Regions from separate parts of the Dromaius novaehollandiae genome. Here region 2 is linked to region 1. Evidence: chromatin contacts called from public Hi-C data. All regions are on one chromosome and are shown on one strand. Each heading gives the region's core, a stretch centred on a gene start, on an enhancer-like site or on the middle of the called end of the contact. The rest is flanking DNA. Distances are from core to core; before and after follow the strand shown. Region 1 has its middle 44 kb from the start of MAP1LC3C. Region 2 overlaps PLD5 (phospholipase D family member 5).

Region 1 (3,852 bases), core at 932-3,431:
AGAAAATACATCTACATTTCTGTGACATGGTTACAGTGTCCCTACAGGTGTGCATTTAAATTCCTCCATCCTCACAAATGCTAAATTAAGAAACTTGCTGAATAAATTTCTGGAGATCTGATTTTGAAATGATCCAAAATACTGTTTAACCCATACAATAGTCAGTGTAAGGATATTATTGGAAGAATGACTGCCTATAGCTCATGAGTGAAAACTTAAAATACTTTAGAGAATAAGGGCAAAATTGAGATTTTTGCTCTAAAGATTTAATTCTCCAAGAACTCTGGTATCTTCCATACAGCTTGTTCCTGCCTAGCCAAAGACATTCTGAGTATGGTAAGAGACTACTATAGCCTTTTACTTGCTTGGAATACTCCTTAATTTTTGTTTATAATGAGTGGTGAATGTATGTCTTGCTTATTTCTGTTTTGTGGCCATGCAATATTCTCTGTATTATTTTGGATAGGTTCCGCATGACTACTCAGAAGGACAAAGCAATTAAAAAATAGACATTTACTTGGCCTGTCTTTAGCTAGCAGTCAGCATTAACATATGACAGTGTGTGAGACTGCATTCATCAGTGTTAATTTGCTAAAGATTTCCAAGTTCTATTTAAGGTGTCCGAGTCTGTAAAGGACCTCATAGATTTTTCCTTAAACGGTGCTGTTTTAATTCTACTGTCAAGTATGATGGGTAGCAGCAAAGAGCAGGGTCTCATATATAGGTGTCCCCCTCCAAACTAGTAAACACATCCCTCAGCATTTGGGAACATTACTACTTTCCATAGGTCCTCAGAAAAGGCAACTCTTCCCCACCTTATTTAGGCAGTATTGTTCAGCAGTGGGGGTAAGATCTACCAAAGGACATAGGTAGCAAAAAGCTGGATTTGTGTGCAAATTGTGTGTTGTCCGAAGCAACTGCAGAAGCTTGGAAATAAGTGATACCGTAAGCGATTTCTTATTATCCTCTACTATTAAATCAGTAGGGATTAATCTGAGCTGTTTTATGTCCTCTGAATCAGTTCTCACACGCTCAGCATGACACTGTTGAGGGCTGAAGGCATAACAGTTTTACAGCCTGTAAATTTGGGGGTTATAAAAACACTTTGCCCCAAGAATGAGATGCTCAGAATGTCTGGCATAGCCATGTTTCATCTATTACATTTTCCTGAATTTAAAATTACTGCTTTCTGTGCCCCAAGCTGCCTGAGTTTTGTTAGGGAGAAATACTTCAGTGATTACTGCACCCCTCCAAACATCTTAAACTAGGTATTCCCCCACATTAGAGGTCTGACCTAGAAAGGATGCTCCAATCACACCAAACACACATGGCTTCATGCAGAACACAGCTACTGCTGCTTTTGTTAACAACTGCTGGAAGGATGATAATGCTGCCTTCCCCCCTCACCCTGTAATACAGTAGTCTGTTGTCCAGCGCACCAGCAACAAAGCAGATCTCGCTTTGGTTCTCTCCCTTGCCTGTGAGGATTCACATCACAGCTCCTGCCTCTTAGCTATAGCTGGACTTCCAAATCGATATACTATGACACTGAATCACCTTTGTGGTCATTCTTCACCCAGAGAGGAAAACAGACAGCTCCCAACAGCCCACACACTTGACTTGCAACAAAAGTGAGAAAGTGCAATGCAAGTACTGTTTCTCTTGCTGCAGCAGAAGCTTCCTGTGGCCATGGGCAATGTGGGAAGGGATTATGGGCAGTATGTTGCATGTGGTTTAGGGACTGTTGCTCTAAGAGGTTCCAGCCGTGGTGATTATGCTGGGTTTGAAATTGCACGTGGCATGCTACCTCAGTTGTACTGGAAATTCTCCACCTGATCTTTTTGGCCCTTTAGAGTGATACATTTACTGCCTTCTCAATAATGTAGTAGCAGCTATAGCTGTAATTAGGATATAGTTTCAAATAAATGCCAAGGTTTGAAGGTAAGACACTTTAGGTATGATATGCAAATTGCTCTCGGATCAACGGCAGGTAGTCAGCCTTACTTAGCTGCAGTATCTGTTACTCTTGGCATTCATTTCCTGCAGTCAACTGTTAAACAACAGCTGTCCCACTTTAACGAGCTTTAAAAAAAAAGTACAACAGCTCATTATTTCTGTCTTTCCTATCAGGCCCATTTTAGATGCCCTCAGTTAGCAGCTCTTGTGATTCATGCCAAATGGAACTCATTTCCATGACTATTAGGATCATTTGCAGAGTGTTACACATAACACAGGACAGGTTTGCTGTGAGCCTTCTCTGAAAGCTTGTTTTTCTGTTGGCGATGGTCTGTATCACAGCAGCACCATGACCATCTGTGGATCTCCCTGCACCTGGGTGAACAGAAGCATTGTGTAAAAACCAGAAGGTTAAATGGAAAGATCTACTGCCAAGTGAAACCTATTTATTTTGAGCAGCATTCTTCTTTTAAATGTATTTGGTCCAACTCAAAATTGTATTGTGGCAGAAGCTGCTTTTTCTACCCTATATAGGACATCTGTACATACACCCCAAAGAGAAAGTACATTTCAGATGCATGAGGAGAATGAAATATGAAATGTGAATCTACTGGGTGAGTCTGAGAGAATTTTGCTCTAAGATTAAAAAATGGCACAATCTGAAGTTTAATGCTTTAAATACTGAAGCATGCCACCATTTTGAAGGCAGGACAAGGCATATACAGAGAAAGAAAAGTACTCAAGGCTTCTGGGGTTCTCTCCCAAGATGGGAAAGAGGGCATTCAGCTCCGTGTAGGTTCTTGCATAGTACAGAGCTGCTGAGACTCCTGTTCCACTGCTGTTCCCAGATTGCAGAGGTAAATGGGATAGCAAGGTTGTACCTATTCAGTATTGATGAGTGATGATTTATCATTTTGGCAACCTTCATTCATTGGCTTGGGGCATGCACTGTGCAGACTTTAATTTCACATAGAGATTAGGCACTCCCTGAGCATTTAAATGATAAATAAAGCCACAATTCCAAGTCAACAGAAACAGCAGTAAGGAGGTGATTAAAGTCATTAAAGGGGTTTACAAACTCAGGCGGATCTTTCTCCAATTACTTAATGAAACAAATACATTTCGGTTTCTATTAAGTCTTTTCAGGTTGCCTCCCTCAAGGCTCTGAGGGGTGTGAATAAGCAGGGATTATCATGGTCACTGTTCTGGTAGAAGAATGAGTAGTGAGTTCTGACCCAGTATGTATGAGTTACAGGGACTTGCTTTTGATCCTGCCTTGGAGAAGAAGGATGCCCTAGATAACCCATTGAGGTCCCTTCCAGACTTCCTGTGACTTTATCCCTCATTGCATTTGGATTGAATAAAGGCCACAGAACTTATAGGTGCAAATGACATAAGATGTTATCTTGGCCAACAAAGGATTTTTTTTCCCTTCAGTGTTTTTCCTGAGCTTTGTTCACCTTTCGCTGTGTGCCTCCAGAGCCTCCTGCTTGTTGTAACAGCCCTCACCAATTTCAGCTTTTCATTACACTTTCTTTCCCATAGATTAATCTGCTGCCCAAAGCTATAGCTTGAACAAGTCTGGGTACTGAAAAGAGATCTAAAATTAAATACCTGCAGAGAAACCTTCTTTGTTCTTTTCCAAAGCAAAATGAAATGTAAGTATATTCTTGCCAGAAACAAAGGAATCGGTGTGGTAGAGAAACTGCATTGCTGCTGTCCCTTGTAAAGAGGGCATAAAAGGACCCCGGCGCCACTTCAGACTGCCAGAGACCTTCCTATGAAAAGCAAAATGACTGTAACCTGCTCTTTGTTTCCTTGTTGGGTGGGGGAGGGGAGTGTGAGAGCTAAGTGACCATTAGTATTTCCCTTAGGATATCGAACAGAAAGCACTGC
Region 2 (3,852 bases), core at 728-3,227, 170 kb after region 1:
ACAAAATACTCCAAATTATCTGATAATCTAATTCATAAAATACTTATTTTTCCCATTCCTTCTCAAAAAAACCTAGAAAAGGTCTAAATCCATCAGGATAACTGGGATCTATACAGAAAAGTAACATAGGTTTCCCCATTTCATCACGAGTGCGAAAGGAATAAACTAGCGCAGAACACAACATGGCTTTTCAAAATCTTTAGGCATCCAAGTAGCTTAAAATCCAGGCCCAAATATTTACAGTATGGAATTTGGCCTGTCTTGACCAGATAAACTTGAACAACAGAATTCTGGAATTTCCCGTTAAAGGCTTGCAGGACACAGAATGCTGTTTAAAACTACCAGCTAGGGGTTCGATGGCAGGAGAAAGGATTTAGTAGTGAACATCAGTTTCTTTGCTTCCGACTTTTCTCCATAGGAGCCTAAGAGACGACCAGAGCCACCAGACCTAATATTCTATGAGAGAAAGAACTGTGTTCCTCTTTTATTTTACTGTGACATTACTTTAATACAACAAATGTCAAGATTATACTTCAGACAGCACCTTCTTCATTTATTTAGGTTCTTTCACCAGGTCCATTACTTCAAAATAAGCTCTCTCGCTCGCTCTCTCTAACATCCTGGCTGCTTGTTGTAGATTTTGGCTGTCATTAACCCAATTAGTTTTGCACAATGAACATTTTTGTTTCAGAAAAGTAAGTCTCTATCTAGGATAGTTATGAAGCAATATTTCCAAAGTGCACTCTGCATGTAAATCAGTAAGGTGCTGTTCTTTCAGTGCTAAAAAATCACCTGAACACAGGCTCGGAAACAAAGGATTTCACCATGCCTCCAAAAATCTAAACCAGCCAAAGCTGAGTGACACAAGTGTAAATATCAGTATGCTTTTCCACTACTCATCAATTTCATTGGTGACATGGGAAAGGAATTGAAGTTGGAAAAAAAAAAAGTGCAAAGTTGGGAATACATAGAGAAAGGGGCACAGAGCAAGCAAGTAAGATAGAGTGCAGAAGAAAAAAGAAAAAGGCGAGGCAGAACAGCAATGGGTCCAGATCTGTTTCTTCTCTGAGGTATGCAGAATATAAAATTTAGCAGTTAGCACAAAACAAAAACAAATGACGTGCTATTCTTCCTCACAGGGAGCAATATTTCACTTCGCAATAAGCCTTACCAAAAATCTCACATATAAGCTACATCCTCACTCATACAATTCAATAGATTCATGTCAATGAGACTCTGAAGAGAGAAAGTCCTATGCTCTGGGAGGAATAATATAAAAGCATAGCCTCATACACTTCAGCTGATGTTCTGAAGTGAAAAGCAGAAGTTTAAGAAGTTCTCCTGGGCCTGCACCAAATAAAACTTTTATGGAAAATTCTACTTGTAGAGATTTGAAACTCATTCTGGCCCACTTTTTTTATTTTTTATTTAAATCCACGGAAATAGATTCAGATGTTACAAGTACAGCAGTGATGAAGATAGTGGAAGAACCTGTACAGAACAGCAGAGAATACTTGCCAAATAAGACTCTACTTAGCTGTAGCGATGGGATGAAATATGGCCCTAAAAGTTTAGCTATTTGCTAAAGACTGCGTGTATTACCCAGCCCTAAACTGATGTGCCAGTTCACAGATCATACTAGCATGGAGTGTGGCCCTATGCTCAGCAGGTGTCTGCTAGTTAAATGGGTAGTGCCAGTACACAGAGGATGATGGGTTTCACTGTCACTGAGACCAAACACTGCTTACAAGGTTCACAGAGACGTTTTCCCATTATTTGGTGAAAAGCTGACGGGGTATGTTAGAGGTGAGAACAGAAGAAATGCCATCATGCTGAAATAAATAAATAAAATGCAGCCTTCATATCTATCAGATGCAGCTGAAAAAACATATGAGTGCTGCCTCCCAGAGTCCAGCCGCCTGGAAACAAGGCTTGCTGCTTCGCTGCGATACGCTGATTCAGCGCCCAAGGAAAACATATCCAGGGGCTGTGAAACAACAACTACGCCGGCTGCTTCAGCCAACCACTATAGGGAGGGGGTGCGCAGTACCACCCCAGCTCCAGCTACGCACAGGCCTGCACCTCTGCTTTGCCACAGCTGGAGAACAGCATTGAAATGGAGCTGAAGCAAAGACCTCTCTCACAGGCCTGTGAATGCATGAGCTCGTAAAGAAAAACAGAGTTACGAGGCCCTCGCTATCTACCAGCCCCGAGATTGCAGTGCAGAGGCCCCAGAGGGCTGGGGGAGGCACCAGCGGGTGGCCCAGCACCACCCCAAAAGGGTGGGCAACCTCTCACACCCATCCCAAATATCAAGAGTGATGGAGAAGATGACACTGCTCCTTCACAGCCACAGCTGAAACAGTAGGACCAGCACCGCGTTCCTTGGTCTGGGTACTGAAACTAGCACACAACCGTAACGATGCCCTGAAGCAAGAAACAGTTTAAGGAGTCTTGTTTAAAGAAACTGAAGTTTTGGTCATGATATTTTGGTCATCAGTCACCGTCTGATTCTTAACGTGCCACTGCTTTGCAACATTTACAGGATGCTCACACCAAAGCATCCTTCCATTGCAAACTACCTCAAGAGATATTTCTTAAAAAAAAAAAAAAGCCAAATAAAGAGTCTCAGCCTATTTTTTAACCAAAGAAAAATACCTTTTTTCACATGTGTTAGCGAAGATGGGACTCAGTCTTAAAATATCGAACTTATCAGTGTAATACTTCATCAGCCAACAAAACGTTTCCATTACAGAGAAAAATGGCTATTAGAACAGTATTCCCCTAGTAGCCACCATTCCTAAAGAAACACTAACCAATATTCAAAATAGCACGTAAAAGCCTACCAGTCGATATAAATCAGCAAGTCTCCCGTTTTCCCTTTGCTTTCCAGCTGATTTCTGCCAAGCGTTTTCTACTACTTTCTCTTTCACCACTAGGGGGCGATACAGTCTTGCAAGGGCCCAGTTCTCCAGGAGCAGAACAAATACAGGGAACTGACAGAAAGTATGTCATCATCTTATAACAAGCACTTGAATTAACTTGATTCAGCTAAGCAAGAATGATCACAATATATGCTATTGACTATTTAATAAAACCGAGTTTTATACAAAAAAGCCTATGTAATGTATATACTGAAAAATAGCCAATTTTAAAAACTGCTAATCATTATTAATGTATTGGGTCTCCTAAGTAACAACATTAGCTGCATTGATGTAATTCAGTTTTGTTTCCATGTGAAATTATACATAATATAATTTTCCTGGATTATAACAGACATTTAGTTCTGCTGCAGTGGTCTGCCTGATGCCAATCTCAAATTTGGCTGGAAGAGGAAAGCAGCAGCAGAAAGATTGAAGTGGCCGCCACTAAGCTGAGAAGTCCGAGAGGTGCTCAAGCAGAGCGGCACCTGAGGAGTTCACCTGGGCTCAGTGTAACCATAGGGCTACCGCACATGAAGGTCACCTGAGCCTGTGACTGCCTTGATCACAGTGTTACTCCAAAGCTGCCATCAGAAAGCTGGTGCCAGGTACACAGACACACGCCAGAGCAGGATGGCTCGGGAAAATGCCAGAGGAAGCCCAGGGGCAGCCACAGGGTACTACTGCAAAATCACATGGGGAAGAAAATGCAGAGGAAAGCATCAGATGACCAAGGATCACAGTCTGGGGTGACAACACAGTACCTGACAGACATGGTGGCACAATCCCAAGCAGCAGGGCCAGGAGAGCACCAAATTGTTCCAATGTAACTAGGTCAGTAACAACTATACTTTGTAAAAAACACACCATCCTCTCCACCTGGTCCTTGGGAAAAGAAGTGATTCTAAGAGAGAACTGAAAAATAGCTAAA

Evidence for each region. Hi-C and Micro-C count contacts between places; a contact is called where the count stands out from the background.
Region 2: a Hi-C map of brain shows a contact between it and region 1, with 3 times the contacts expected there. The contact joins two enhancer-like sites. A contact is called at or near these places in 2 of 4 Hi-C or Micro-C datasets (brain and liver).

The regions. Positions count from the first base shown.
Region 1 is chr3:87,244,125-87,247,976 of bDroNov1.hap1, forward strand. No RefSeq gene overlaps it. Among named protein-coding and RNA genes, the nearest start is that of MAP1LC3C, 44 kb to the left of the region's middle. Within about 2 kb of position 2,182, at least 1 of the 2 cell types and tissues checked has open chromatin away from gene starts, as enhancers often do.
Region 2 is chr3:87,418,909-87,422,760 of bDroNov1.hap1, forward strand. All of the region lies in intron 1 of PLD5 (phospholipase D family member 5), which reads right to left. Among named protein-coding and RNA genes, the nearest start is that of PLD5, 30 kb to the right of the region's middle. Within about 2 kb of position 1,978, at least 1 of the 2 cell types and tissues checked has open chromatin away from gene starts, as enhancers often do.